Regions from separate parts of the Mus musculus genome. Here all the other regions are linked to region 1. Evidence: chromatin contacts called from public Micro-C, promoter capture Hi-C and targeted proximity ligation data. All regions are on one chromosome and are shown on one strand. The core of a region is the stretch at or near the end of the contact, and the rest is flanking DNA. Distances in the headings are between cores, read along the strand shown. Region 1 holds the start of Htr7 (5-hydroxytryptamine (serotonin) receptor 7). Region 2 holds the start of Fas (Fas (TNF receptor superfamily member 6)). Region 3 holds the start of Slc16a12 (solute carrier family 16 (monocarboxylic acid transporters), member 12). Region 4 has its middle 3.5 kb from the start of Gm22082. Region 5 holds the start of Kif20b (kinesin family member 20B). Region 6 has its middle 28 kb from the start of Mir1950.

Region 1 (4,903 bases), core at 1,039-3,538:
ATCAGCTCAAATGGACTAAGACAGAGCAAAGGCAAGAACCAGAAGTGTCTATTAGATATTATTGAACTAGGCAAGTATGTAGCTGGAAAATAAAATGACTCTATAAGATTTCAATATCAAAACTAGCAACTTCCAAACCGTGGTATAATTCACCATTCTGAAATATTATTTTAAAGTGCCAAGGTAGAACATATATGCTGAATGAATGAGGAAGGAGTAAAGAAGGAAAACAATTAAGAGAGAAGTAGAAATGAGTTAAAATTCAAACCGGCAAAACTGTCTCTTGAGATGAACCACTTCGAGTGATTTTTCAGAAGCCCAAGGACAGGTCTAAACCTCGAGAGCAAGCACTGAGATAGTTTAGTGTAGTCACACATAATCCTGAACTATTAAACTTTTCTAAGCTGCTGTGTCTTGCTCTGCATAAATGGGTGAACAAATGGTTGCAGAGCTGCCTTCCAGGTAGACGTGATTTTTGTTTGTTTGTTTGTTTGTTTGAGATCATATACAGCGCTAGGTCATGTTGAAGAAGCACCATCTCCCCTCTCCTCTAACATCAGATATTGCTACTTTGTGGCCTTGGCCTCGGTGATCCTCCGACCCCACCTACCACTCCCACTGCATCGCTTATTTCAGCAGGAATAGTCTTGGGTTGTAAATCCTAGCAAAGATGTTGTGAGTGTTGGACCTCCGTTTAGGGCATGTATTTTCCTCTTTAATTTTTTTCAGTGTACAGGGGGAAGATTATAGACCTGCACATTAGCCAAGTTTGAGTTTGAGTATATTAGGGCATGGCAGGAGTAACTCTCTCATTATCTGCCAAAATAGAGCGATTACCTTGAGAACTGAGAGTATTACTCAGCACCACATTCCTCCTCCTCCTCCCACCCCCTCCTCCTCCTCTCACTCCCCTCCCCCTCCTCCTCTTCCTCCTTCTCTCTCTCTCTCTCCTTCCTTCCTTCCTTCCTTCCTTCCTTCCTTCCTTCCTTCCTTTCTTCTCCTCCTCCTCCCCCCTCACCCCCCTCCTCTAAATCATCAGGTCTAACTAGAAAAGAAAACGCATTTGAATTTTTTTTTTTTTTGGAACCTTAACTATAGAAATCACTATGGCTTCCAATAAAACTTTTAAACAAATGGAATGAAGCTAAGCCGTCTCATGAATAATAAAATCCAGCCTCCCTGACAGAGTTTGAATACCAGAGAGGGGGTTTTAGGCAATAGCTTTTATAGGCAGACGTCTCCAGGTCTGCAGGCCATTATAACCGGTCATTCTTTACGTGTGTATGCAAGACTTTCAGGATGTGAAGGGAAATTCAAGCCATATCTCGATATTGTATATTTGGAAGCCTTTATGTAAAGGCAGCCAGGGTGCATTTTCAAGTGGAGAGGCCTGTCTCTAGCCCTCAAAAAGGTTAGGAAGGGTTGAAGCCACCCGGAAGCTAGTGCGTAGTGCTATCCTAGCTGCCAGGGCCTTGGGCACTCCTACTCTTCTTTCTTTCTTTCTTTCTTTCTTTCTTTCTTTCTTTCTTTCTTTCTTTCTTTCTTTCTTTCTTTCTTTCTTCTTTTTCATCAGAGCACCAGAGCTCCTTCGCCCACCCCATCTGGCTGCTTCCTTTTTTTCCATCTTCGATTTCTCTCATAAGTGGTCAAAATGGGAAACGGAACTATCTATTTGATGCTTGATGTAGTGCTCAAAAAGGTAATTTTTCCCTTTAATTTTTATTTATTTATTTTTATTAAGGGCTTAAAATATATTCTCCAACAAGGTTCTTCACCGGTTCATGCAGTGACCCCCGAGTCTTCTTGAAAAGCAAACCGCTCCCACCCCGCTTGTCATTTGCTACAGTGCTGAGGCCAGGGGGTCTGCGGCAGGGCGAGCCAGGGCTGGGCATTTGCACGGTGCGCAGCGGCGGGGCTGCCCAGCAGGGGAAGCCCGTCCCGGAGCGCGCGGGGCGCTGGCGGCTGCCGGAGGCGGTGGCTGGGACGCGGCGCGGCTGCCGCAGGGGAGCGGCGGCGGCGGGCGCGAGGGGCGGGGCGCACTCCGCAACTTCGGCCACGGCGGCCGGGCGCTCTCGGCCCCGGCGCGCGTCGCTGCGGGGCTGCGGTGCGGCCAGCCCGGCCGGGCTCGGCTCGCCACCCTGCGCCTCCCCCGTGCCCGTCGGGGACCGCTGGCGCCTCCCGCGGGGAGTCCTCGCCCACGCGTCACCCGCAGCGTCTGGGGGACCCTGGGACGTGCGGGGTCGCGAGGCCGAGCCGGGCGCCCCCCAGTGGCCAGCGCCGGACCCCATGGCTGGGCCGCGCGGAGCCGAGCGGGCAAGGTGAATCCAGCCCTGGGGCCGGCTGCCGGAGCGCTTGGCGGGGGCGCCGGCTCCATGGGCAGCGGCGCTCGGCACGATGATGGACGTTAACAGCAGCGGCCGCCCCGACCTCTACGGCCATCTCCGCTCTCTCATCCTGCCGGAGGTGGGGCGCAGGCTGCAGGACCTGAGCCCCGACGGTGGCGCCCACTCGGTGGTGAGCTCCTGGATGCCGCACCTGCTGAGCGGCTTCCCAGAGGTGACAGCTAGCCCGGCGCCCACCTGGGACGCGCCCCCGGACAATGTCTCCGGCTGCGGGGAGCAGATCAACTATGGCAGAGTCGAGAAAGTTGTGATCGGCTCCATCCTGACGCTCATCACGCTGCTGACGATCGCGGGCAACTGCCTGGTGGTGATCTCGGTGTGCTTTGTCAAGAAGCTCCGCCAGCCCTCCAACTACCTGATTGTGTCCCTGGCGCTGGCTGACCTCTCGGTGGCCGTGGCGGTCATGCCTTTCGTTAGTGTCACGGACCTCATCGGGGGCAAGTGGATCTTCGGCCACTTCTTCTGCAACGTCTTCATCGCCATGGACGTCATGTGCTGCACGGCCTCGATCATGACCCTGTGCGTGATCAGCATCGACAGGTAAGGGACAGGCCGCCCCGTCCCAGGCTCTGCTGGAGATGTGCAGGGCGCTGAGCTCGTGCCAGCCTTTTCTGGGAGGATCGATCCAGCTAGACTTCACGGCGGGAATAAGGGCTGAGCTTAAAAATACAACCCCGCACCCATCACCCCTACACCAACCAAGCAACTTCAAGCACAGGCTAAAGACAAACAAACCTTTAAAAGAAACGTTGAAATGTTTCCGGTTTAGTGTAGTGATGGTTCTAAGACCAGAGTTTTAAAAGTACTAGCAATTCCACCAGGGGGGTCCCTTTGTTTGTTTCTTTTTGGGGGGAAGTGTGTGTGAGAAATTGGTCTGATGCTCCTAGCTTGACAAACCATTGCTGTGATCCATACGGTCATTTCTCTCTTTAAGTCATCAGTCAGAAAGACACGGTGCTTCCCAGATTTTAGGAGCTACTCTGAGGATGAAGAAAGGCCCTTGAATGGTCCTAGTATTGGGCTCTTAAATGCCGCACTCTTATGAAATGCTAATTCTGAATCTTGATCTTGTGGAAGTCTGACTTCAGTGTTTGGCCATGCTGTCGGTCTCCTGAAAGCTTACTGGAGCCTTACTCCTGTCTTAAAAGGTTGGTTCTAGTCTTTCGTCATATCCCCTGGGAATCTAGGGATATAATATCGAGAACTCCCCCAGTGGAGTAATTGAAGCAGAGGTTGACCATCTGTCAGGGATGCTGGGGAAAGAGAAAAAGAAATGCCGCTTTGAGTGTCATCACAGAGTAGGAGAATCCCGGGAGTTTCTTCAGACTCTAAGAATACAGAATTTTGATGGAGCTGGTTTTTGGCCTTAAACACATGCAAATGACAACTTGAAGTATGGTTTCAATACTCCTTGGCTACAGAACAATTCTGTTTCCTTTGGGATTGAAATATTAAGCCTTAATATCCATACTTGGAATTCTGCTGGTGATTTCAACCCAGCACAGGACTATACCCTGTTGTGCTTAATGATAGAGAGAAATAGTGGCTGGTTTTCTTAGTGGACCCGCAGAGCCTTTAAATCTGTAGCTCTTTCAGCATGGGGAGAATAATTGATACCTCTGCATTTACGATGACAGTGCCTAAGAGGATGGATTGGCGTGTAACTGAGATTTCCTCCCACTTTTCCTCCTTGAAAACATTGCAATGTGTGGTTTGTTATGTTAAAAATGATCTTCTAGTTTGCTTTATGACCGAAGTTTATAATTACTAAATAAAGGGTACGGTAGTAAAGGGAATGTTTGTCAAGGGGAAAAAAACCACATTGTAGTTGTATTTAGGTAGTGGCTTATTATTATTATTTTTTAAAAATGATACTGCCAGTTTAGGTGTCATGACAGTGGCTTCTGACAGCAAACAAGGAATTATTTTAAGAGTGGAACATGAACTGCCTCTGTGAGAATATTGGCACCAGGCTTGGCAGCTGAAGTTCTGAATTACTGTAGTTAAAAATGACAAAAAAACATATGCATTTACAGTCTGGAAATGACAACGGGAATGTGGAGAGTGCACCTAATACACATAATAAGTGTATCCATGAATGACATGCATAGACCTCGCCTGCTCAGCAACCGAAAACAGTTCTCCCATGAATGGAGTCCTTGTAAATGGACCTACGTGTACTAAAACAGATATCAGCTTAGGCTGCAAGTGATGTCTTTATAACCCTTTCTTCATCTCATAATGCGAAAATGATAAATAGCACCTTGCGCTAACTTGTCAGCTTGTGCTTCTGTTGCTGAGGGCACATCCATGTTAGGCTGAGCCCACCCTGTGGTTCCTATACTTGGGCTAATGGCATCTGTGTGCACATGCAATTTAGTACCAGCAGGAATGTCCTGAGTACAGAGCAATGGTTAATCCTTCTTGGCAAGATTCTCAGCTTTTTATTAATTATATCCCTGGGACTGTTACAAATTACGGCAATATAGTCATATCTTATA
Region 2 (4,903 bases), core at 1,383-3,882, 1.8 Mb after region 1:
ACTTGTTTCTTCTGGTTTCTGACACTTACCAGGTCCAACTCCAAATTTTAGAGCCCCGCTTCTTCAGCGGCTTTTTACTTCTACCTATTTCCTCCTTGAAGCCTCCTTCTCTGTCTGTTGCTACAGAAGTCATGCTGGTTTATCAGACAGCTTCTCTCTCCCTACTGGGACCCCATTACATGAAAGAGATGCCTATCCTTTGTGATTTTGGACATTTCTCTCTGACAAGTGTCTTGGCCCACTTGGGGACACCCTGACCACTTGCGGATGTCCAGAATTGAAATTCTTGTCACCAAGAGACTTGCTGATTTCCTCTCTCACCCTGTTCTCCCTCCCATGTTCTGAGCTCCACCCTGGAGCTTGCTCTGTCTCGCTTGTCCATTTCCTCTCTCTGCTTCCAGCTGCCTCCTTAGGTCTGTCTCTCAGGTAGCTCCCTCCTGAAGCTTACTGTGTCTCTAAGGCTGTCTAACTGCTTGTCTCTCTTCTCCTTCCCCTAGGAGATGCTTGCTTGTATCTATCCCTCTTGGTGTCTCACTGGAACCTGCTCTTTGAGACCTGCAGGTACATCAGGCATTTCTGTATGCACCCCTGGGCCTCTAAGAGATTAGATTCCTCTCTCTGATGGTGTTTCCCTAAGCCTCTTCCACTCCCCATGACTGTGCTTCTAAAGGATGTCTCCCTGCCTGCTCTCTCTCTCTCTCTCTCTCTCTCTCTCTCTCTCTCTCTCTCTCTCAGTTTGCTCTTAGAGCTTGCTCCTATCTCTAACCATGGGCTCTTCCCATTCAGAATATTCCTCACCTGCAGGCTGTCCCTTCTAGGGGAAGAACAATATGGATCTAGGGTAGGGATGGAGGTCAGTAAATCAGGTTGTGGAAAAGAATCGCTAGGAAAAAAAAACCCTTCAAGATGACATGTTTGTACATGCCCTGCCAAGCAAACAGTCTCTGCACCATGTTGTCAGATTATCTGGTTTGCTTGTATTAAGGATTTGACTAAATGTGCCTCCTCTGATCCATTGGAAAGTCATTTCCCTTACCTCTGGCAGATGGGACATAGGAGACTACCTGTAGTGCCTATTAACCAGCACATCAAAGCACATACTTGGACCACAAGTGCCTGTTGCACATTTCAAAGTGCATGCTAGCATCCTAGTCCTGCTCACTGCCACCCCTACTCAAGCTCCCTCCAGCTCCTGGGCTTCCCATCCACTAGCGACTCATTTAACCTAAAAACCTGCTCTGCTCTTCTCACTCTGTTCTCTCACCTCGGCGCCTGCTTCTCTCGCTCGGTTTTCTCTATTCTCTAGCCTCTGCTCCATCTCTCTCTCTCTCTCTCTCTCTCTCTCTCTCTCTCTCTCTCTCTCTCTCTCTCTCTCTCAGATAGCCCTGGTCGAGTCTGCTGGCCATGTTCAGTTTACTTCTTTCTCTCTATGTTCTGGGCTCTTCCAGATGCCTCTGGCCATTTTCTCTTTTATATCCACAATAAAAACCTTTCTCTTAACCATACCATGGGGCAGTAGTGTGTGTGTGTGTGTGTGTGTGTGTGTGTGTGTGTGTATGTACATGCCCCTTGGAGTTAGATCTCAACTGAAGCCCGGCACTGTCATTTGCTAGCTGTGTGACCTCTGTTAAATGCTTAAGCTCTCGGAACCTCTTTTAACCTTGTAAAAGTAAGGAGAGGTTGTCTTCCTCCCTTCTACCACTGCTGTGAAAACCGATTTGAGATCCTTGTGCCCGGCAAATTTTTAGGGACCTGATAAAGCAATCTTTCTAAATTCAGAACTGGATTGAACCTCGGAGGGTCGAATCCCTCGGACTGGCATTTATTAACAGGCATTTCTGAAGAGACCGAATGCTGGAGAGTTCTTACTTCTGTGCCTGCAGCAGACAAGGAGGAGCTGGGACTCAGAGCCCTAGGGTTACTGGGACAAATCTGCTGTGAGAGTGCCAGCAGAAAGAGGGTAACAGAAGAAACAGTACAAACAATATAAAAATATCCACCAGTTCAGCCATCCACAATTTGACAGCTCAATTCCCGGAAGGGAAGGTTTTTTTTGTTTCCCGTGTTGTTACAGGAGAGTAAACAAATCTTCGCAGACAAAGTTACTTTGAGAAATTTTATGATCTAATGCTTGGCTTGTAAATACAGCCCAGAGTAACTCACTTCCCGGTTGAGCGAACTGTCAGAAGTGTCAAATGCCAGGGAGCCTCGGAGCGAACTTTTCTAGTGCCCTAAAGTGGCACTAGAAAAGTGTCTGGGCAAGTCTATAAGCCAGAGTCCCTCTCCAGCCATACTAAAGCGATCGATCCAAGAGCTGGCCAGCACCAAGCTCTGACCGTCGCCCCCGCCCCCCGCCCCGACCCAAACTTTTTCCAGAAAAACGCTGGACTTGGGCTTCAGCCCTGAGCACTTAGCCAAGAGCGAAAGCAGCTCCCCTGCGTTTCTAAACATCTGGACCGGTGGCACCCAATGCCAGCCACATCTGGAATCTCATGTGGTGGTCCCCAGTATGCAGCGTCCCACATCCCAGGCGTCCCAAAGCTTACCAGAGGCAGGACAGCCCAGATCCACAGCATGTCTGCAGCAAGGGAAAACAGCGGGCGGCCTGTGTGGGCAGCCTGCGGCCCCACCCACCAGCTCTAGACTGCCTGTGGGTATGTACTTTGCCTAGGCCCGCCCCCTGGCACGCACAAACCGCTTCGCTCCTATTCAGGTCTTCCCAGAAATCGCTTTGAACACGTGTATGTCACTTTTTTTCTTTTGAGGGACCAAACACAATCTTCGTAAAGCCCCAAGGGTTGCGAGAAAGTTCTGCTGGTCTCCCGGGGAAACCCACTGACTCACCACTGCACAGGCGGCCTGAGCGGGGTGGGGGTGGGGGGCGGGGGAGGAGGGGGCCCAAGCAGGGCTTGATTGCATAAATGGGCATTCCCCATCCTGGGCGCTTCCACAGTCACACCCTCAGGTCAAGTGAGATTTTTTTTTCTGCCTGCTGCTCACCCTGGAAGGAATTCTGAACTCTGTATTGAATTGGACTTTGGCTGATTGCTGGAGACAAAGACCATTTTGCCTTCACTTTCAATATTTTGTCAGTGACAGGTCTGCTGGGGCTTCTGGGGCCTCTGAATGGTAATTACCACAGAGGAGGTACACACCCTAGGATTCTGATGAGGGAGGTCCCTCCACAGAGCTCATATATGATACATGAAGTGACAATCACCACAGCAGAGGTAGAGATAATAGGCTTTGGGATCCTGATGAGGGGAATGTCCCTGGCTTCGTTTCCCAAATGGAGAATGAAGGTAAATGACTATGACAAATAACACAGCAGTTAACTCAGGGACCAAGCCAGAATCTTTAGAACCACGGGGGTTAGATATAGAGTAAGGGACTAGGGGAGGGGACAGAAAGATCTTATTAAGGAAGAGGAATAAAATAGGTAGTTATGATGGGAAGATCAAGTGGGGGAGGGGAAAGGAAGACGATGAATGGGAATACAGGGAGAGACAGCTAAAATTAAAGGGCATTTGAGAGGTATGGAAACCTAGCAGAGTCTTCCTAAAGTATAAGCATACATGAAGGTGATCTATAGCCAAATAATGGGGGGAGACAGAGCCACAAGTGAACATCTCTTGTCATCAAATGAAGTTTTCCTTTCCTGGATGGGGTTGCATCTAATTGAATCGTTGGCCAAAAAGAGTTGCATGGGAGTCCCCAAACAATGCAGCCTGTTGCCAAGACTATAGATTGCTCCCCACAAACTGAGACCCACACAACTCATTGAATATAGAGAAGTTGAGAGCAAGAAGAAAGTGCCTACATAGAGCCTTCATCCCTACATGCCAACATCTTTGGTACTGGAAGATATTCTGCATGCTACTAAAGGAGAAAGGTAAACCTCACCTCTACCCCAAAGCCTTTGATCTATGATGGTGTCCTGCTAGAGAGATGAGCTAGTGCATATAGTGGCACAAAGTTTGTGGGAGCAACCCATCAATACTGGATTTGACTTTAGCCCCACTCCACAAGATAGAACATAAACCTGACGCTACCCAAGAACCTGAGACTAGATAGCCCAGGGACCTAGGGAAAAAAACAAATATGTATGTTATAAAAACAAACAAACAACACATACATTATAATAAAATAACTCCTAATACGGAGATCCACAGCCAAATATTATTCAGAGAGAGAAAGATACTGGAACACTCAGCCCTAAATGAGATGTCTCCATCAAATCCCTCCCCTCAGTGCTCAGGGAACCCCAAGAGGAGGAGGCAGGAAGAGTCTGAGACCCAGAGGGGATGGACAAGACCAAGAAAACAAGGCCTTCCAAGTCAACAAGATCAAAGCTCACATGACCTCACAGAGACTGGGGCAGCATGTGCAGGCCTGCATGGGTCTGCAACAGGTCCTTTGCATATGCATTTATGTCTTCAAATTTAGTGTTTTTAAGGGATCCCTGAGTGTGCACATGAGCTTGTCTCTGTTTTGTGTGCCAGCTCTTGGGCTTCTTTTTCTTCTGTTTGTTTCATCCAATTGCGGTGTGTTAGTTCTGTTTCTTTTTGTATTATTCCTTAGAAGCCAGTTTGTTTTTGAGCAAGACAGAAAGGGAATATCTGGATAGGATGGAAGGTAGAAAAGAGCTGGGGTGAAAAGAGTTAGGGGACCATAGTCAGGATATAAATCTATCAAAAAGAGAAGTCTATTTTCAGTAAAAGGGAAAACCCTCACCTGCTGTGTTAGACATTATTACTTCCTCCTTTTGTTACGGATTATTTCCTGACCAATTTTCGTTAAAAAAAATTCTTATACTTCTTTACTGCTAGTTAATGAATGCATCTCAAAGTCACTTTTGTTTTGGAAAAGTAGGTAGCACTTTAGTGTCGTGCGAACATTCTAG
Region 3 (4,903 bases), core at 949-3,448, 1.3 Mb after region 1:
CACATCACCAATTCCTAAGTCCCAAAGGTTAAAAAAGCCTGCTAGGGAGCATTCAGAGACAAACAAAATCTGAATACTGTCAAGGATAAAACAACAGAGACATTGCTCTTATAGCTCTGGGCTTTCCCAGCAGCCCTGTGAGTGGTGACTTTGAGGGAAGTCTGAAGATTCATCTTATTCCCCAGAACTTCTCAAAAGAACTGGTTGTCCTATATTATTGAAATAGAAGACAAGACCGATTTGCCCCTAAGAACAGTATTTAACTGGCAGAATGATTTTTCTCAAAGACAGAGTTCCCAAGCCTTTGACCTAAAGACCTCCATAGCCGAGGGCTCAGGGCTCACTGCTGACCCTGCATTTATGAGCTTATGATTAATGCTAATGAATTCTCCTTCTTGTGTGTGTTTTAAACACACATTTACTAATCCCTTAGATCTAAACTAGTTTCATACTAAGTGAAAATAGTCCTTAAATTCAGATTTAGACTTAGTGTGTAGGAAGGTCAACAGAGAGGGAAACAAACTTACAGAGAAGCCTGCAAGATGAGAAGGGCCTTAGCTAGGCAGGAATTTTGTTTGTGCAGTGCTGGGGATGGAACCCAGAGCTTCAGAAACATCTGTTTAAAAGTCTAGGGTGGAGCACTCGCTCCCTCACTCTACTCGATTGTTTTTAGAATGCCAGCACCAGGGCACTGACCTTGGAAGGACTGGGAGTTGAAGGCAAGCCTGGACTGAAAGACTCCGAGAGGAGCCCCTCGCTCAGGCCTCAGGACAATAGCGGACACCCAAGAACTCACAATAGACCAAGCTTGATGCAAACCACATGAGGCTTTATTGGGGAAAGCCAGAACTCTGGGGACGACTCATATCCCACGCAGGGGTAGAGGAGTGGACCCCGAGGGGAAAGAGGTCCCAGTTTTTATAGGCCCTCAGGGGAGAAAGGAGAAGGGGGGGGGGAGTAGGGGATTTCCAGATCTAAACAATGTCTATTCTCAAGAAATGGGTATGGGAGGGGTACAAGGAAAGAGTCTGGTGCAGGTGTAGCAACTCAGGATTGGCCGGGCTGTGGTTGCTGGGGAGATTTTCTGACTCTTTCTCAGCAAGCAATATCACAAACACCTGGCAATGGGCTTCATCAGTGGGCACACACTTGGGTTCAATGAACAGTCAAAACATTGGCAGACACACAGGTTCAAGGAGTGGCCAGAGCATTGTGCACCTCTATTTTTCTAAATCAGTGAAGCTAGTTCTGCTAACACTGACATCTATCTTGCCAATTCCAGGGCTTCTGTGTCCTTTTACATTCTGTCAGGATCTTTCAGGACCACATGGTATCACATGTTCTTCAAACACACAACCTTCGTGCCCAACAACAACAAATCCAAAGTACAATATTGCCTACTATTGACCAGTGGGTTCCCGTTCCTCTCAATTTTTCCTGAAAGCTTAATTTCTTTTCTAACTTTGCCGTTCGTCATAATCAGCCAGGACTTTTGTTGAAAAGAAGACATTTAGAGGTTGGCATTTCTAACCAGTTCCTAGCTTGCGTCCGTCTGAAGGACCATTCTGAATTGCGATAACTTCTATGAGCTTGAGTCTGACCTCGTCAGTTCAGAGACTTTGCTTTTGCCTAAAAGGATACCTGAGGGGATGGCTAGCCTGGAACCTGCAGCACACAGTGCCTCCTGGAGGGCGGGGCAAACACCATTTACCCCCCCCCCCCCAGCCCCAAACACACACACTGTTAATGAGCCTGTTAATGAACCTGTTAATGAACCCATTTTCTCCTCTCAGCAAGAGAGAGAAGCAAATGTTCTTTTATTTTATAGAGAAACTGAGACTCAGAGTTAAGTTGACTGCCCAAAGTCATGGGGCTTTGTGGGGCGAGTTGAACTCAAGTCTTTAGGACTGACTGATCTGTGTAATGGTCTGACCAGGGTCCCGGTCCTTGCAAGATGCACGTGCAGGAGACTTTGTACAGCTTCTACTCTTTGACCATGCAGGGACATATCTTTTTGAGAACACCCAGCCTTCTTTAGTGTAGGTCCCAGCTACACAAGACTGTTACAGAGAGAGCCCTGCAGTCCCCAGTGAGCTGGCTCACGACTCGCGGGCCTAAGCATTACATAACCTGGAGGCGCCCCTCCTCCCCGCGCCCCTCACCCGTGGTCAAGCCCCCAGCGCAGAGCGGATCCGGGGACAAAGCCCGTCCGCCGGCAGGGCAGAGTCACCCTCGGGGCTGCGGTGACTGAGAGCTTTGCTTCTCCGGGGCGGGGCGGTGGGATCTCCCTAGTGACAGTGTCCGGCGGGCGCTGCCTGCGGGCCCCGGCCCCTACGGCGCCTCCGCCCTGTGCGCTCCTCCGCCCCTCAGCCGGGACCGGACTCCAGAGCCGTGGGAAGGGGCCGCCGCGAAGGGGACATGTGGGCTCGCCGTCGCCAGCGTTGCAGCTGTCCCCGCGAGGTGAGCACCCGTGGGTCCCGGGATGTGGGCGGGCGGAGACCGGACAGAGGACAGCGGAGCGCACGCCGGAATCGGCGCTGTCCCGGTGCGGAAAGCTTTGCTTCTGTCCTTAAGGTTTCCCAACTCCGTAGAAACAGGTGGCTAGGAATCGAGATAGGGCAGCAGAGCTGGACCTAGACCTCGGGAAGGACGCAGGCGCTCCATTCTACATCTATCCCGGAGCTCAGCTGTGTCTAGATCCTAAGTCTGGCCACTTGTTGGGTTTAGAATGGAAGCACGTGCCCACTTGTCCTGTGTTCTGGAGTGTCTGGCTGGGTTTCCAGGCAGGTGGCTGCAGAGAGTGGCTTTGATCTGTGTCCTGTGATTTCCAGATGCGCATTTCCCAGGCAAGACAGACCGCCTTTCCCCCTGGGTTGTCCGGTGTTCTTGCTTTTTAACCCTCTCCTACCCACCAACCGTTTATTATCCTTAGGTGATCTCTTTAGAGCACACCGGCCTTCCCGTTTGGAATGAATTAAACTTAATTTCTCCAGTCGCTCCTTACCCTAAAGCAGCCAGCCCTGTATGTTTGGTGCAAACTGGTGATTCAGTGTTCTGGGCCACTCGCTTGCATTTTGTCTGGCCGCTGTTCTTCCCAGCTTTGCTGAGAGCTATGTGGGCATTCCAGCGTCTCTGCTAAACCTAGCCCAGAAGGAAAAAAATCTTCGGGCTTGCCAAGTTCAGGAAGACCCTGTGGCTACGGGTATTTGAGCTCACTAGCTGTTGAAATCTGCAGCTGCTGGCTGTGTAATTTCTCCCCCCCACCCCCACCCCCACCCCCAAGTCACACTAAACTACAGCTAATGGTGTGCTAGCCACCCGTGATGCCTGGCTTATGACTGTAGAAAGTGTGAGCTTTGGATACTGAGAGACTGGACACAATCACGTATTACTTACAGGATCTTAGAATTGAAATGAGTTTTAGAGAATCTATTAGATTCAAACCCTTCAGTTGAATAGCTTGGGAAGCTCAGAGCCATGTCTGCAAGGTTTGTTAAAACTTATATCTTTAAGTGTAGTTGGGACCAATATTGAAATCCAGGCTTTCTCCCTGTCGTCCTGGTCAGTGTTTAGGGTATTTTGCCTCTATGCATTTTAACAACAACCCCGGCACCATATGACTAGACCGGCCCAAGCATATAATTTTCTCATCCTTGTAATTACTCATCTGCTTTTAACCTGAGAGAGTTCTGAACTAGATGAGAGGTCGATTCAGTCAAACTGCCTTTGTTGTGTAAGTGTTAAAAGTTAAGAACACTTTAAACCTGGGATGATGGTACATGGCTGTAATTCCAGCACATCAGAGACGGGAGGCAGAGGACTCTTGGGAGTTCAAGATCAGCCTGAGCTACATAGTGACTGTCAGGCTAGTGAAGGCTACATAGGAAGACTCTATCTCAAAAAAAAAAAAAAAAAAATGGAGGGAAGAAAGGATGACAGGAAGAAAAGAAGGCACACATGGAGAGAAAGCAGGAAGGAAGCGAAGAAGGAGCCTCATGTTTAGGCAATGTTTAAAATTCTTCCCATATGAAGATGAATATGTGGATACTTCCCAAATAAACTCCCAGGAAAAGCAAGGATAAGTTGGAATAAGGTTCCTCTAGTGGCTCTGGAGTCCAGATTCTGTGCTTCTTCTGGTGATAAATGGCTAGTAATGAAGACATGATCTGAGTGATTTGCAATGCTGAGCTGTTGCAAGAAGCGTGGTCCGGAGGTTCGTCATGAGTAACTCGGTGATCTGGAACAGAAGTCACGGCTTAGATTTTAAAACTGTAGGCTGATTTAGCTAATACCACTGCAGCATATTGCATGCTTCTTCAACTTAATTCGATGTAATAGGTATTTATTGAGTGCCCACTGTATGCTCAGTGCTGTTTTGAGAATTGGGTAGGTGTCAGTGAACAAAATGAAGGACTTTGGCTCTGAAGAGCTCAACTTGAAGTTCATTAATCGAAAACTTCCCTGGAATTCTGTTAGCCAGGTGGAAGAGAATTTCAGTTTTACGTTAAGCAGGGAAACAAATGTGAATGTTCTGTCTTCAGATCCGGTCAACTTGCTGAACTTATAATCATGGGAAACGAACAACTCTCACAGTTGCTTTGATGTTCATGAACTGACTTGGGCTACACCGTCATGTGCCTTATTGGTAAACCTGTCACCATGGTAATTTTTCTCTTTGAATTACAGACATTCCAGATTTAACATTCTCTCAGCTGCATTTTCTTCAAAAAGCACAGTTTGCAAGCTCAGGCATGTCTGTAGTTGTTAATAGTGACTTATCGAAATGATCTAAATGAACTTGACAGGTTTTTGGTCATATAAAGCCACACCAAAAAATAAAAAAAAAAGTCAGTGCAGTGTTTGGGTTGTTTTTGCATTCTTCACTTAATCCTTAGGTTTTTTT
Region 4 (4,903 bases), core at 1,006-3,505, 1.3 Mb after region 1:
GTTTAGTGCATTTGGTGTTTTGTGTCCTGGATTTCCTGGATATTTTGGGTTAGGAGCTTTTTGCTTTTTACATTTTCTTTGACTGTTATGTCAATGTTTTCTATGGTATCTTCTATGCCTGAGGTTCTTCTCTCTTCTATCTTTTGTATTCTGTTGGTGATGCTTGCATCTATGACTCCTGATTGCTTTCCTAGGTTTTCTAACTCTAGGATTGTCTCCCTTTGTGATTTCTTTATTGTTTATATTTCCATTTTTAGATCTTAGATGGTTTGTTCATTTCCTTCTCCTGACTGATTGTGTTTTCCTGTAATTCTTTAAGAGATTTTTGTGTTTCCTCTTTAAGGGCTTCTAGCTGTTTACCTGTGTTTTCCTGTATTTCTTTAAGGGAGTTATTTATGTCCTTCTTATCACCATCATGAGAAGTGATTTTAGACCTGAATCTTGCTATTCCGGTGTGATGGTGTATCCAGGACTTGCTATGGTAGGAGAATTGGGTTCTGATGATGCCAAGTAACCTTGGTTTCTGTTGCTTATGTTCTTATGCTTGCCTCCTGCCATCTGATTATCTCTAGTGCTACCTGCCCTTGGTATATCTGACTGGAGCCTGTCCTTCCTGTGATCCTGGTTGTGTCAGAACTCTTCAGAGTTCAGCTGTCTCTGTGATCCTGTGATTCTGGGATCCTGAGATCGTGGGTGTGTCAGAGCTCCTGGGAGTCAGTTTGCCCCTGGACCCTGAGATCCTGGTGTGACCAAGCTCCTGGGATCCTGGGATCCTGGGCTTGTTAGAGTGCCTGGGAGTGGAGCTTTTCCTGGGAGTTGTGAGACTGGCTGCAGAGTTCACACCTAAGGTCTGCTCAGACCGGAAGGAACCTGTACCACTGGTCGGGTGGAATTCCTGGGTGCCTGGGTCCTGCTGGTCCCAATTACTTCCAGTGTTGGGGCAGGTGTTGTGTCCTTCTCATCTCTGATCCTATGATCCTGGGAGTGTTAGACCACCTGGGAGTGGATCTTCCTCTGGGTATTGTGGGACTTGCTACGGAGTTCACAACTTAGGTCTGCTCAGGGCACTGGCCCAGACCAGAAGGAGGAGTCTGCAGCCCAACTAACCCAACAATAGGCAGCTGTGAATGGGAAATCCAAGGATCTAGTAGTTGCTCAGTCCCATGAGGCTAGGCATTTCATCCGTATAAGCTGTAATTCTGAAGAAGTAGGTTCCTCCAGCTGTGCTGGCAAGAAAGAGCAAACAGGAGAAGAGTCAGATGTATAATTTATACTAGAACTAGTTTACTCAAAGCATGTACACACACACACACACACACACACACACACACACACACACACATCTATATAGGTGGTTCTGTACTGCCTGTTCTAGGAATGGCAATCATGTCTTTGTTTCAAAAGTTGTTTATAACCATCTTGCAACCCTACTTTTGTTTAAAAGGTTGTATGACCACCTATGATTACAGCTTTTTGAAACAAAGACATGCTTGCCATTCCTGAAATGTGAAGTACAGAATCATTTGTAGTTATGGTTACAGGCATAGCCCAATTCTTCAAAACCATAAGTTTATGCATAAATAGGAATAAACCCAGCTTGTCTTTACTGTAAGATGACTTTTAAGCCTAAGTTGGAGGCAGGCTGGTTCTTCACTGGCTTTGAGTTTAGAGTTGTGCCTGTCTCTGCCTCCCTTGGGCTGACATTAAAGGTGTATACCACCACACCTGATGAAGGGCATGTTTTCAAATGTAATAGCTGAATAGTTACTTAAACAGCACATTATTTTGACTATAAGATGGGAGTGGTTTTGTATTAAATTCTGTAAGTTCATGGGCTGAAATTAGATAAGTCAACACCCTCATGAATTTTAAGTTCAGCACTCTTAGACATCCTCCTTTGGGGTTCGATTACTATTTATATTAGATTCTAAATTCTAAAATGAGCAGTCATTCTCCTGACGTCTGCTTGAGTTCTGACAGCAAGCAGCTAAGTTCGAAATGTTTAGACAGGCAGAAGGAAATGGGGAAGTGAGTCAATTATCTATCTACAGCTCCCTGCCCCCCACGCCTGCACACACACACACACACACACACACACACACACACACACACACACACACAGAGAGAGAGAGAGAGAGAGAGAGAGAGAGAGAGAGAGAGAGAGTTTTTGAAAACAGCAGAGCAAATAGATGGTTGTCTACAACAGCTAAGTTCTGTTTCCTCTGCCCAGAATGTGTAAGTAATTGTGCGGTCCTTTGTGTACTTTAGCCTGTGTTTTGAACTTCACATTTGACTACATTGGCTCCAAACAGTCCTTTGTGCTCATGAAATAAACATGAGGATTGTCTTGGCCAAGTCCAGCTGTGAGGATCCACATCCATCGTCAAGCTTGAGCTCAGATGATTTTAAGGATAATTTTATCTGTGGTTATTTAGTGATCATCAGTAGAGACATCATAATAATATGACTTTACATAAACATTGAAATTAATCTTTTTAAAAGGGAACATGGCATTAAGATTTGAAACTGGGAGGGGGATGCATGTTCCCAGGGCTTGGATGAGGCACAGAGTATATTAAGAGCAACTGTACCATCGAGTTACACAGCCAGCTCCCCAGATTTGTATGTGTGCTCATGTGTACACAGATGTGCATGCACAGGAGCGGGGTGGTCAGTAAGGAGTGAGACAGACATCAGGCATCTTCCTCAATTGCTCTTTACCATACCTTTTGAGACAGGTCTCCTTTTGGGCTGGAACTTGCCTAATTAGTTTAGGAAGGCTAGCCAGAATGTCTTAAGGATCTTCCTATTTCTGCACACACACACACACACACACACACACACACACACACACACACACACAGACACATACACAGACACACACTCACACACCCTCCAGCTCTGGGATTATAGTGGCATAGTGCCTCATCCAGCTTTTCATGTGTGTGATGGGGACTCGAACTCAGGTCTTCATGCTTATGTGACAAACATTTTATGGACTGAGCAAACTCCTTAATCAATATCTGTCTTGTTAAAAGTTCCAGACTTTGTATAGTTTGGGAATGCCACAGAAATCCTAAATATGTTGCCATGCAAACTCGATGATATAGTTTTTTTTCTTTTGTTTTTTTAATTAGGTATTTATTTTATTTACATTTCCAATGCTATCCCAAAAGTTCCCTACCCGCTCCCCCACCCACCCACTCCCACTTCTTGGCCCTGGCGTTCCCCTGTAGTGAGGCAGATAAAGTTTGCACAACCAATGGGCCTCTCTTTCCACTGATGGCCAACTAGGCCATCTTCTGATACATATGCAGCTAGAGACACGAGCTCCGGGGGGTACGGGGTAGTTCATATTGTTGTTCCACCTATAGAGTTGCAGATCCCTTTAGCTCCTTGGTTACTTTCTCTAGCTCCTCCATTGGTGACCCTGTGATCCATCCAATAGCTGACTGTGAGCATCCACTTCTGTGTTTGCTAGGCCCCGGCATAGTCTCACAAGAGACAGCTCTATCTGGGTCCTTTCAGCAAAATCTTGCTAGTGTATGCAATGGTGTCAGCGTTTGGAGGCTGATTATGGGATGGATTCCCAGATATTGCAGTCTCTAGATGGTCCATCCTTTCATCTCAGCTCCAAATTGTGTCTCTGTAATTCCTTCCATGGGTGTTTTGTTCCCAATCCCTCCATAGTGTTAATCATCAAATAACCGCTACATATATATAAGTGTCAGCATTTGCTGATTGGCCCAGTCTTGCTAAACATATTGAAAATGATAAATGTTTCACACTTCAACTTAGGAGAAGCAGATTTTTATCACCAAGGGGTAAGTTGCAAAACCATGCTAACGGCTTCTGCCAAAGAAGAGCTGTCAAGTAAGAGTAGGGAAACTATGCTCATCCGAGTTTTCTAATGTTCAAATTTTGTAAATAAAAGTTGAGGCAGATGTTTGCAGCCAACCATTGGACTGAACGCAGGGTCCCCGATGGAGGAGTTGGAGAAGGTACTGAAGGTGCTGAGGAGGTTTGCAGCCCCATGGGATGGGGGAGCAACAATGTCAACCCACCAGCCACTCCCCACCCCGGGAGCTCCTGGGGACTGGACCACTAAGCAAAGAGTACATATGGAGAGGGACCCATGGCTCTGACTGTGTATGTGTTGTTGGACATCAGTGGGAGGAGTAGCCCTTGGTCCTTAGGGGGTTCGATGCCCCATTGTAGGGAAATGACAGGGTGGGAAGTGGGTAGGTGGGTGGAGGAGTACCCTCATAGAGGCAGGGGGAGTGGGAATGGGATGGGAGGTCCTGGAGGGGAGACCTGGAAAGGGAAAAACATTTGAAATGTAAATAAAGAAAATATCCAATAAAAGAAAAAAAGAATGAATGTACATCAATAAGAAAATCATTAGCTTACATGATATGATCTGAGTAATCTAACAAGAGTTGTCTTCACACTGGAAACCTGGTAAGTGCTCAGCTCTGAATGCTCAGCTCTGAATGCCTCAGCCATCCCCATAAAAAATAAAGTAAAAGTTGAAAAGCCCTGCGGAGAGTGTCAGCAAGGGAAGAAGGTTTCTGCATTCAACTCTTATGGGTTCTGACCTAGCACTGGATGGAGTGGTCCAGCTTGGATCAGATATGACCTTCAATGTCTCTTCCACTCTAGGAAAGTATGTGCTTGTCAAACTGCCTCAAATATTTATATTTATGCCCATGGACGAGTGCCGCTGTTAGCTTTGATTAGAGTAGCTTCTTTTTCCAGTGGGAGCTAGCCACAGCAGAGATTCACAACTGCTCCAAGTCCTGAGAATACGTGACTGTTGAATGCTTAGGACAGACACTATCACCCTCTTCCAAGGCTAAGGGAACTGGGGATATTGCAGAAGAGGGAATAGAAAAAAATTGAG
Region 5 (4,903 bases), core at 1,543-4,042, 1.1 Mb after region 1:
GAGTGTTCCAGTGGCTTCTTTAAACCAGCTGTGTGATATTCTATTTCTAAATTAATTAAAATAAGGTGATTCTAGCCAGACAGTAGTGGTGCACGCCTTTAATCCCAGCACTCGGGAGGCAGAGGCAGGTGGATTTCTGAGTTCGAGGCCAGCCTGGTCTACAAAGTGCCAGGACAGCCAGGGCTACACAGAGAAACCCTGTCTTGAAAAAACAAACAAACAAACAAACAAAAATAATCTACCAGATGCACAATACCAGAAAGAAAAGGCCACCTCTCTCCTAATTTTTCAAAGAAGCGGATTTAACAATCTAAAGTACCTAGCACCGTGATTCCTTGGCGCACAATAATCAAGTGTTTTTCTTACGTTGTACTTACCGCAGGGTTTGAGGCGACTAAGGAAAACTCATGAGAGAGATCAAGCTTAACACCATCAAAATTGATTTCCAAAGGCCTTGCAATTGGGTCAGCACTAAAAACGTAAGACGGTCTAGGCACTCCATCTGGATTCAAGTGAGATTCCATCCTGCGAGAAGAAAAGCAACCTCTGTAAGCAGCCTTAATAAATCAGCACGCAAGCCGCCTACAATGTTAAGTCTACTTGGAACTCCTGGGAACTTGGATGCAGTTGAGCTGACAGACTACCATGCACAACACTCTGGGTTCCATCCCAGGCATACACGGGGTATGATGGCATGGCTCTCTATACTCCCAACACGTAGGGAGGTTGACCTGGAAAATCACCAAGTTCCAGGTCATCTTAGCTACATAGGGTGTCCAAGAACAATCTAAGCCAAAGACCTTGTCTCAAAGGAAAACAAAATAAACAAAAGTAAGCTCGATAGGACAGCATGAGCTCAGACCACCCACCCCGTCTGCAAAAAGTAGGTAAATCTGTGAGTTTGAAGATAGCCCGATCCATATAGTGAGGGCCTGTCTCAAATTAACCAATTAATTAACATAAAAAATAATTTGTGTGATCCAATTTTATTAAGATTTATTTTTTTCATTTTATGTATATGAGTACACTGTTGCTGTCTTCAAACACACCAGAAGAGGGCATGAGATCACATTACAGAAGGTTGCTGGGAATTGAACTCAGGACCTCTGAAAGAGTACTCAGTGCTCTTAACCACTGAGCCATCTCTCCAGCCCATAATCCAATTTTTTAGGTAGATTTACCCAAAGACATGTCATGAACAATGCAATTAGCAAAAGAAAAAAATATGAACTGTTCACTTGGCCTGATACCCTCCTCTCACATGTCAAACAGCAGAGACAGCAGGGATGACTTAAGATCTTCTGCTAGTCTCGTTACTTAGTATCTCCCAGAAAATTGTTGCAAACCAAATTTTAACATTTAGGACTAAAACTCGGTTATTTGCAAAATAAATTCCTATTTATTTTCCGATTATAAGTAAAAAAGTGAAATAATGCATATAAACTTTACATTTAAAATAAGAGAATTGGGTCCTAGCCCAGTAGGATGCAACTCTGGGTACCTGAGGTACCACAGCCAGAATCTCCAATAATAATGATGATGACGACAATGAAAATCACTAACTGACACATCACAAGGTTGAATGTGAATATGGAATAATGCCATCACTGAACTATTAAATCTGAATTGCACATCAAATCCCTATAGGATAAACCTAACCCTCCACCCCCCAAAAAATTAACATTTAAAATTTTCTAAGGGGGCTGGTGAGATGGCTCAGCGGTTGAGAGCACCGACTGCTCCTCCAAAGGTCCTGAGTTCAAATCCCAGCAACCACATGGTGGCTCACAACCATCTGTCACAAAAATCTGATGCCCTCTTCTGGAGTATTTGAAGACAGCTACAGTGTACACACATATAATAAATAAATAAATCTTTAAAAAAATTTTTTTCTAAGAATCTATCACGCCGGGCAGTAGTGGCTCACGCCTTTAATCCTAGCATTTGAGAGGCAGAGGCAGGCGGATTTCAGAGTTCGAGGCCAGCCTGGTCTACAGAGTGAGTTCCTGGACAGCCAGGGCTACACAGAGAAACCCTGTCTCGAAAAATAAAAAGAAAGAAAGAAAGCAAGCATCTACCAGATGCACAATACCAGAGAGAAAAGGTCGCCTCTCTCCTAATTTTTCAAAGAAACAGATTTAACAGTCTAAAGCACCTAGCACCGGGATTCCCTATTTAAGTAGAAAGACAATCATCTAAATTTGTTTACTCTTCACGACAGGCTCAAAATACAGACCAACGGAAGTAGTACTGGACTAAAACTGACTCACTTCAATTTCCTTTATATACACATAAAACCCAAATATGCTTCTTTTCTAGCCACAAAGTAATGTGACATTTTTTTTTAAAAAAAGCCCCCACTGGACTCAACCTAGAAAGAGATCTTGTCACGTGACAAAACAACTGCTCACCTCCCGAATTCAGGCAACCAGACGTGGCAAATCTTTTTGTGTCTAATAAAACTAGTGTCTGTGAATCTAAAGTGTACCTCCTTTACCGGACCAGGAAACCGAGGCCTAGACAGACCGAAGTCTTCCGCCTCAAGGCTTAACTCGCTTAACTCCCTGAAGCTCAGCCCCACCTTCAGCAGCCCCGCACCTAGACTACGGGCATCACGAGCCCCGACAACGCTGACACGGCCGAGGCGTCGCAGCTTCGTGCCCTCTGTGCAAGCAGCCACCCTCGGAGCCCCCAAAATCGTCAGCTCCTCACTTACTGCAATCGCTGGTCCCTGCACGCCTCCCCACCTGCAGAATTCCACTTCCTCCCGGTTTTCAAATTCAAACAATGGCGGCTCGGCGCCGCGCTGAACCCTGGGAGTGGGCGGGGCTTCCGGCGAGCCCTGGGGGCTGGACCCGCTCGCGGCCGAGTTTCGCCCCCGCCTCCGGAAAAGGCTTTCAAGTCTGGGGGGCGGGACTCGGTGCTCCGGGCGACCGATGGGGCAGTAGCAACGCTCGTGGGCTACCTAGCTGGGAGTTTCTCGGGGCCATATTAGGTTTGACCCTAACGATACCTGTTCGGTACTCAGGTCTCAGGTTCCGTCCTAGACCCGCATGATGACGAGCCTTGCTGAGGCCGCTGTCTCCGCACTGCCTCCCGCGATGCCCCCAGGAGCGGAGGAATGGCAAACTATTCCTCCTATTACACCTCAGAGTCCTGTCATTCCCCGGGGCAGAAAGGACTTGCGACCTGGGACCAAGTTAACTCCCCTCTTTAAGTGATTCTTCTTGTCGATGACGGCCCTCTTGGATGAAACACGTTTTCCTCAAAATACATTTTAGGAGCATATCCTTCATCTTTTTATACCCCCTTTTTGATGTTTCTGAAAGCATAAATCAGCTACCGCTGAGAGGCACTGTGCAGTGCCCCAAAATGTAAGTGCCCATGTGTCCTTCTCCGCTTCCCTAAAGTAACCCTCTGAGTGCAGGGCTAATTTACTAATACATTCATATGACGAGAATTTACTATTGAGGCTAGACTTTCACTTTGAATAAAAATAATGCTAACGTAAATTGAGCATTTACCTTATGCTTCCGCTGGCACTACCTTTATAAAATGGATTGTCTGACTGGTGCTAAGAACCCTTTAAAGTAGGTATTGCTACCGTCCCATTTAATACATTCTAAATAAGTAATGGGCACAAACGTAAATGGAGGGTTGGAGAGATGGCTTAGTGGTTAAGAACACTGACCTCTTCCAGAGGTCCTGAGTTCAATTCCCAGCAAACCACATGGTGGTTAACAACCATCTGTAAAGTGATCCAACGCCCTCTTCTGGTGTGTCTGAGGACAGCAACAGTGTACTCATATAAATCTTTTAAAAAACAAAAAAGCCGGATAGTGGCACATGCCTTTAATCCCAGCACTTGGGAGGCAGTGGCAGGCGGATTTCTGAGTTCGAGGCCAGCCTGGTCTACAGAGTGAGTTCCAGGACAGTCAGGACTACACAGAGAAACCCTGTCTCGGGGGGGGGGGGGGAAGAAAAGTAAATGGAACCGGGATTTAAAATCAGTTGAAGAAGTTTTGTTACCTTAGCTTTTCTGTGATCATATTTTCAGCTATTGCACTTAATTAGAAGGATTTTTGGAACACTAGCTTGACAACCTTAGTGTTTTTCGATCTTGATACAGAATTTATATCTCCTACCACTACCCTGCCTCTGACTTCTTTCATACACACACACACTTCTCCCCCAAACAAAATAATCAAATTTGAGAAGAACTAGTTTGGATAAGATAGTAGATAAGATAAGTAGATTTGAATAGATAAGTAGATACAAGGCCAGAAGGAAAAATGAAGAAAGAAATGTAAATATGAAAGAAAAGAATAAAATAGAGACCTTCCCAGGCTGGAATTTATGTTTTGTTTTTAAACAAAATTTCTATGTAGGCCAGGCTGCCTTGGCCTCTTTCCAATGCTGAAACTATAGGAGTGTACTAGCATACTTCCCTAGCTGGACGTCAGATTCTAATGGGCTTTGTCAATTTTCATTGCTCCTTCAGATAAGTCTAACCCCCTGGATCCGATTTTTCTACCACACCTCACAGTGTCATGTTGCTTTTGCTAGTTACCAACAATTCTTAGCCCTCCGTGGGGCACTTGTATGTGTTGGTTTTGCAAACATTCGTTGGAAATTTGCAGTGCACTGTTTTTGAGGGTGGTAGAGACAGTAGGTGAGAAGAGTGAGCACAAAGACTCTTAAGGACAAATTCTAATAGGGCAACAGCCATGTCAGAAAACATTTACAGAATTACAACTACATCAGGTGCTTTAAAAGAAACTGTCTTAGAATGTGATGGGGAAACCAGAGCAAATGTTTGATCTGTATCATCAAGGATTGTTAGGAATTAACTAGTTAAGTAATATGAACATCCCAAGCCTAGGACACATGATACCAGGCACGA
Region 6 (4,903 bases), core at 880-3,379, 1.1 Mb after region 1:
TCGATCTTTCCTTGATTATTTTACCTTTCAGGAAAACTCTTCCCTTCCATTTTCATTCAATCATGAGCAAATTCCATTTACCAAGCATTGTTATATATACATACAGATGCACAAAGCAGAATTCCCTTCTCCAAATACCCACCTTCAGAAAGGGATGTGTAGGAAATACACAAATTCCTTTGGCTTTCTTCAAGTACATTAGCATCATCCCCTTGGCCAATCATGGGGCAGAACCCCATCTGGTAGAACCCCTGGGGTTAGGGATACATTTCTATATTTTATTACAGAAACAGCCTTCCTTTTTACACTGTGACATCATATGCTGTCTATCTGTCTGTCTCTCTCTCTCTCTCTCTCTTAATGTGAATATATATATATGAATATATATCCCTCCATCCCTCCCATTGAAAGCGAGTTCTCAATTTCCAGTTCTATGAACAGCTCATGCATTTGATAAAATACTCCTGAGGTGGACCAGGGAACAGCTATTATTCTGACTATTCTGTTTGTTGAATATTCATAGAAATTACCATTCTGCTTATTCAAAACATAGAACTCTGTGTGAGGTGGCTCGTGCCCATAATCCCAGCTACAACGGAAACTGAGTTAAGAGGGTCTCAAGTCTGAAGCCAACCTACGTAACTACTTAGCAAGAACCTGTCACAAAATGAATTTTTTTAGAGGTCTGTGGATGTAACTGGTGGAGTGCTGCCTCCAGTCCTGAGTTTGATCGTGCATGATGAAAACTTAGGCATGTTTTTTAAACTAAGCCTCTTGTCAACACTTCATTGCCTGTTGCTATTTCACTTCCAGTTTTTTCTTCATTATCATGTGCATTTGTCAACAGCAGTGATCAATGAGCCCTGACTTCTCTACCCTGAAGAATCGAAGGCTGTGTCAAGGAGGGTAACGGGGCAGCTTCCATTTTCACGCACAATTCTGTTAAAACAACAACAACAAAATCTCTCTGTAATAAGGTGAAATGTCAAAATGTACATTTTGGCCCAGAAGTGTCAATAGGGCAGAAGGATTTGGCAGATAGCCTCATATTTACTGTCAAGCATTTAATTCATGCCGTTTAGGAATAACAAGAGCAATAAGCAAGGATGTTGAGTTTCCAAAGTCTTAGCTTCATCGAAAGGGTTTGTTTGGCTACAAAGGCCAACATCTAAACTCAACATTACAAACATATTTACAGTAGTAACTCTCAAATGATAGGTAGACCAGGAAATAATTTATCCCTAAACAAGTTTGATTAACAAAAGCTTTTCTGCTTCCTTACAAGGTCAGAACTAGACAGTCTCTCCCTGGCATAGGAATTGCTCCACGTGGTCACAAAGGAGGGACCCTGCCTGGCCTCTATGCTATCCTGTTACAATAACCTTTATCCTCATGCTTATCAGCTTAGGGATAATGATGGCTGCTGCACCTCCAAAGCCCATGTTCCCAGGGGGATGGAGCAAGAAGAATGGACAGGGAAGCAAGGTAGAAAAAGTTCTGGTGCGAAAAGTTTTGCCATTTTTATACAGTGATTTTTTCCCCCACCTACATAGCGTTAGCTGTGGCCACTTACAAAGTGGGGGAGAAGCAAGCCTTGCGTTTGTGGCTTTTACTTTTATGCTGGAAGTGGACAAAAGAGACAAGAAACTGGTAATCACAGCCGTACTTCAGATCAAAACTGACCCACATTGTTACCCACACATGCTTCTTATATTCATCAAGAACACGGTCTTAAGCTAATTAATGTACTTGTACTAATCCTGGTTGCTAGCTTCTGATTTCTTGAGGTGATCATATTTCCAAGTTTACTATTGCGTAATACATGAGCAATGATACTCTTCACGTTTCCATGTTCTATTTCATCCAAACAAGTTAAAACGAGAATTGATGTTTATATAGATCCCAGTACAGGCTTTCGGGTGACTAAGACTTATTTTAGCCAAACAATTTTTAAAATTAGTTCCAGGAATAGTCCTCAGTAGTAACAAGAATTACCAGGTATGGAAAGAAATAGTATTGAAGATAGTTTTACCTTCCTTCCCGTATTTTTGCCCTGTTGGTATGTTACATAAATTAGAATTGGTGCAAATGTAGAGTCCAGCAAACAGTGCTTTGTCTCCATCTGGTGGATGATGTTAAGGCTGCACTGTCATTTGCTCCTTCTGGGTCCAGTCAATGAGAAGGGCCAGGATTAAAACATGAGTTGTGGGGTCAACAAGATGAGGTGATGAATAAAAATCCTGTCCTGACAAGCTGGGTTTTATCTCCACATCCCACAGTGGAGGGAGAGCATCACTTCCCAGAAGTCTTCTCTGACCCCTATGCTCACACACATATGCACACAGTAATAAAATGGAGTTTTTAAACTTGGTTTATGTAACCTGCTTCTTTCTCATCTTGCTTTTTTCCAGCTGATTAGAGATATACTTAATACTGGTGTATCAGACACACAGTTGATAATATTGAGGGCAAAACATATCCAAGACACAGAGACCATTATAGTTTATGTTTCATGAGCACTTATATTTTATATTCTAGGAGACATTTCAAATGAAACTGCATTCAAAATGGTCAGTATTATCAAGACAATTTTGATCATTAGTGACTCAGTCCTCATCATAACATATGCATTACTGCTATAAAATTTTTATTTTACCACATATATGATTTTATATATTAAAAAGATAGCTGGCATTAGGTAGTTCTGAATATTCTGAGAACCTAAAAAAAAAAATTTGTCATGAAATTAGTGAAAAGGAATATATGATTTGTTTTTACAACATACATAAATGCTGGAGAATTCATATCCAGAACATAGAGTCCAGAAGATTCAAATAGATAATAAGGGGACTGGGGAGATGGCTCAGCAGCTAAGAGCACTGCTTCCTTTTCCAGGGAACCAGGGTTTGATTCCCAGCACCCAGATGGCAGTTAACAATGGTATGTAACTATTCTCAGTGGACCAGACAACATTTTCTAGTCCCCATGGACACTGAACACACATGATCCACAGACATACATAGAGGAAAAAATCCCATACACATAATAATGAATTATAATTTTTAAATTAATTAGAGTTTGAAAGGCAGGCTGTCACGGGGCTCTCAAAATGGGTCAGTGGGTAAAGGCACTTGCCAGGCAAGCCTGGTATCCTGAGTTTAACTGTCAAAATCCATGCAAAGGTGGAAGGAGGATATTGAATCCACAAAATGGTTCCACCTTCATATGTGCTCATATCACACAAACACATACGCACACATGCCACGCATACACATACACACACATACAAAAGCATGCACACACACACAATAATGAAATACTATCAGTGATCAAAGCACTGCAGATAAAAAAACCACAATATATAATCTGAAACATCTTCAGACTATCTACCCCATGCTGAGCAAATGCCACTCCCATGTTCCACTGGTGAGGATGAAATTTGGTACAGTCAGCCTGGGAAAGTGTTCAGTGGTAGCTGTTAAATTTGAGCACTGTTATGCCTCAGCGATTTCACCTTCTAGGTCCTCCTATACATATGCAGAGAATATTTATTTGGCATCATTGCTTATAAATAGTGGGGAAAAATATATGCCTAAATGCCCACTTGTGGTAAGATGGATCAATCATGCTATACGCTCTTATGATGCAATACTGTAATGAAACCAAAAAGGTATAACTCTTTAGAACAGGGGTATCACAAATGTAGGCTTACCCAGATGAAGTTCGGCAGTGAATACATACAGTTGCAGACATTCTTGGTGTCGGAAATCAAAATAGTGATTATCTTAAGATGAGGAGTGGGTTGGGGTTGGGCAGGGGCCAGGGTAAGATATTTGTATTTTGGTAACTTTGTACATTTTATTTTTTTAAACCAATATGGTACTCCAAATTTTGTAAATAATAATAAACAAGTATTCTTTGCATTTTCACCTTAGGTAGGGCAGCATTAATCCTTGAGCTATGCACCTCTGAACTTCACCTGTCATTCACTGAATGATATAGTTCAAAAGCAGATTTTTATCAAGTAGTCTAAGAGAGGGCCCACAATTCTCTATTTCTTGAAAACTCCAAGATGGGCCAGTGAGATGGCTCAGCTAGAAGAGCCACTTGGTCCTAGGCCTGATGACATGACTCCCAGTTCCACATCCCACAAGGGGGCAGGTGAGAACTAACTCCCTAGAGCTGTCCTTAGGGAGGACATATATATCTGCACACACACACACACACACACACACACACACATGCACGCACACACGTGCATGCACACACACACACACACACATGCACACACACACATGCATGCACACACACACATGAACACACAAGCACACACACACTACTGCATAGTGATACTGATGCTGACCCATCACCACACTTGGAATACTGAAACCCTAGGGCAGAGCTTTCCTGTTTTATGAAAAGTAAAGTTTCACAAATTATCAAGTATTACCAACAGCCAGAATTTAATGATATTTTAGATTAAAAGAAATATTGTTGAGACCTTTCTCTTGCTTTGTCAGAATTTGCTCTTAAACATAATACCACATGTTTATGTTTAATAAAATAAATAAATAAGTAGTAGATGTACAGGACACAAGCTATATATTAAGAGCACTGTCAACACTACCTTTTAATTCGGAATGCCAAAATATGGCAGGAAAGACTGCTTGGTAATGAACATAAGATGTTTGGCACTGTCCTGGATAAGCTGCACTTAGCAACTGGCATCTCTGCTGCACTGTCAGTTGCAGTGGCTGGCAAACTTTCTACATAGGGCCAGATGGTAAATATTTTAAGCCTTGCAGACCATAGGGTTTCTATCATAACCACTCAGTTCTGCTAGTACAGCACAAAAGGTGCTACAGACAATATGTACATGACTGGGGCTACGGGCCAGGGTGGG

The links. Promoter capture Hi-C pulls out the DNA fragments that hold promoters and counts their contacts. Hi-C and Micro-C count contacts between places; a contact is called where the count stands out from the background.
Region 2: a promoter capture Hi-C map of hippocampal neurons shows a contact between it and region 1, with 5 times the contacts expected there. A contact is called at or near these places in 2 of 39 promoter capture datasets (the HPC-7 cell line and hippocampal neurons).
Region 3: a promoter capture Hi-C map of embryonic stem cells shows a contact between it and region 1, with 4 times the contacts expected there. A contact is called at or near these places in 4 of 39 promoter capture datasets (the 3T3-L1 cell line, embryonic stem cells, hematopoietic stem and progenitor cells and 1 more).
Region 4: a targeted proximity ligation map of stem cell-derived neural progenitor cells shows a contact between it and region 1, with 7 times the contacts expected there. A contact is called at or near these places in 4 of 39 promoter capture datasets (the 3T3-L1 cell line, cranial neural crest, hippocampal neurons and 1 more) and 1 of 130 datasets of targeted methods (stem cell-derived neural progenitor cells).
Region 5: a Micro-C map of embryonic stem cells shows a contact between it and region 1, with 6 times the contacts expected there. A contact is called at or near these places in 10 of 39 promoter capture datasets (the 3T3-L1 cell line, the HPC-7 cell line, cranial neural crest and 7 more), 1 of 484 Hi-C or Micro-C datasets (embryonic stem cells), 2 of 130 datasets of targeted methods (forebrain and stem cell-derived neural progenitor cells) and 1 of 9 other capture datasets (pancreatic islet).
Region 6: a promoter capture Hi-C map of hippocampal neurons shows a contact between it and region 1, with 5 times the contacts expected there. A contact is called at or near these places in 15 of 39 promoter capture datasets (3T3-L1-derived adipocytes, the C10 cell line, the HPC-7 cell line and 12 more), 65 of 484 Hi-C or Micro-C datasets (the AML12 cell line, B cells, the C2C12 cell line and 35 more), 10 of 130 datasets of targeted methods (the NIH/3T3 cell line, SST interneurons, embryonic basal ganglia and 6 more) and 3 of 9 other capture datasets (adipose tissue, liver and macrophages).

Annotation. Positions count from the first base shown.
Region 1 is chr19:36,054,745-36,059,647 of GRCm38.p6, reverse strand. It overlaps Htr7 (5-hydroxytryptamine (serotonin) receptor 7), which reads left to right and starts at 2,288. Exons shown (of 3, transcript NM_008315.3): 1 at 2,288-2,942. The coding sequence starts at 2,395.
Region 2 is chr19:34,288,388-34,293,290 of GRCm38.p6, reverse strand. Fas (Fas (TNF receptor superfamily member 6)) reads right to left here and starts at 2,632. Exons shown (of 9, transcript NM_007987.2): 1 at 2,547-2,632. The coding sequence starts at 2,576.
Region 3 is chr19:34,744,623-34,749,525 of GRCm38.p6, reverse strand. It overlaps Slc16a12 (solute carrier family 16 (monocarboxylic acid transporters), member 12), which reads left to right and starts at 2,198. Exons shown (of 7, transcript NM_172838.4): 1 at 2,198-2,460.
Region 4 is chr19:34,797,218-34,802,120 of GRCm38.p6, reverse strand. No RefSeq gene overlaps it. Among named protein-coding and RNA genes, the nearest start is that of Gm22082, 3.5 kb to the right of the region's middle.
Region 5 is chr19:34,920,247-34,925,149 of GRCm38.p6, reverse strand. It overlaps Kif20b (kinesin family member 20B), which reads right to left and starts at 2,792. Exons shown (of 32, transcript NM_001362434.1): 1 at 2,717-2,792; 2 at 378-525. The coding sequence starts at 524.
Region 6 is chr19:34,990,562-34,995,464 of GRCm38.p6, reverse strand. No RefSeq gene overlaps it. Among named protein-coding and RNA genes, the nearest start is that of Mir1950, 28 kb to the right of the region's middle.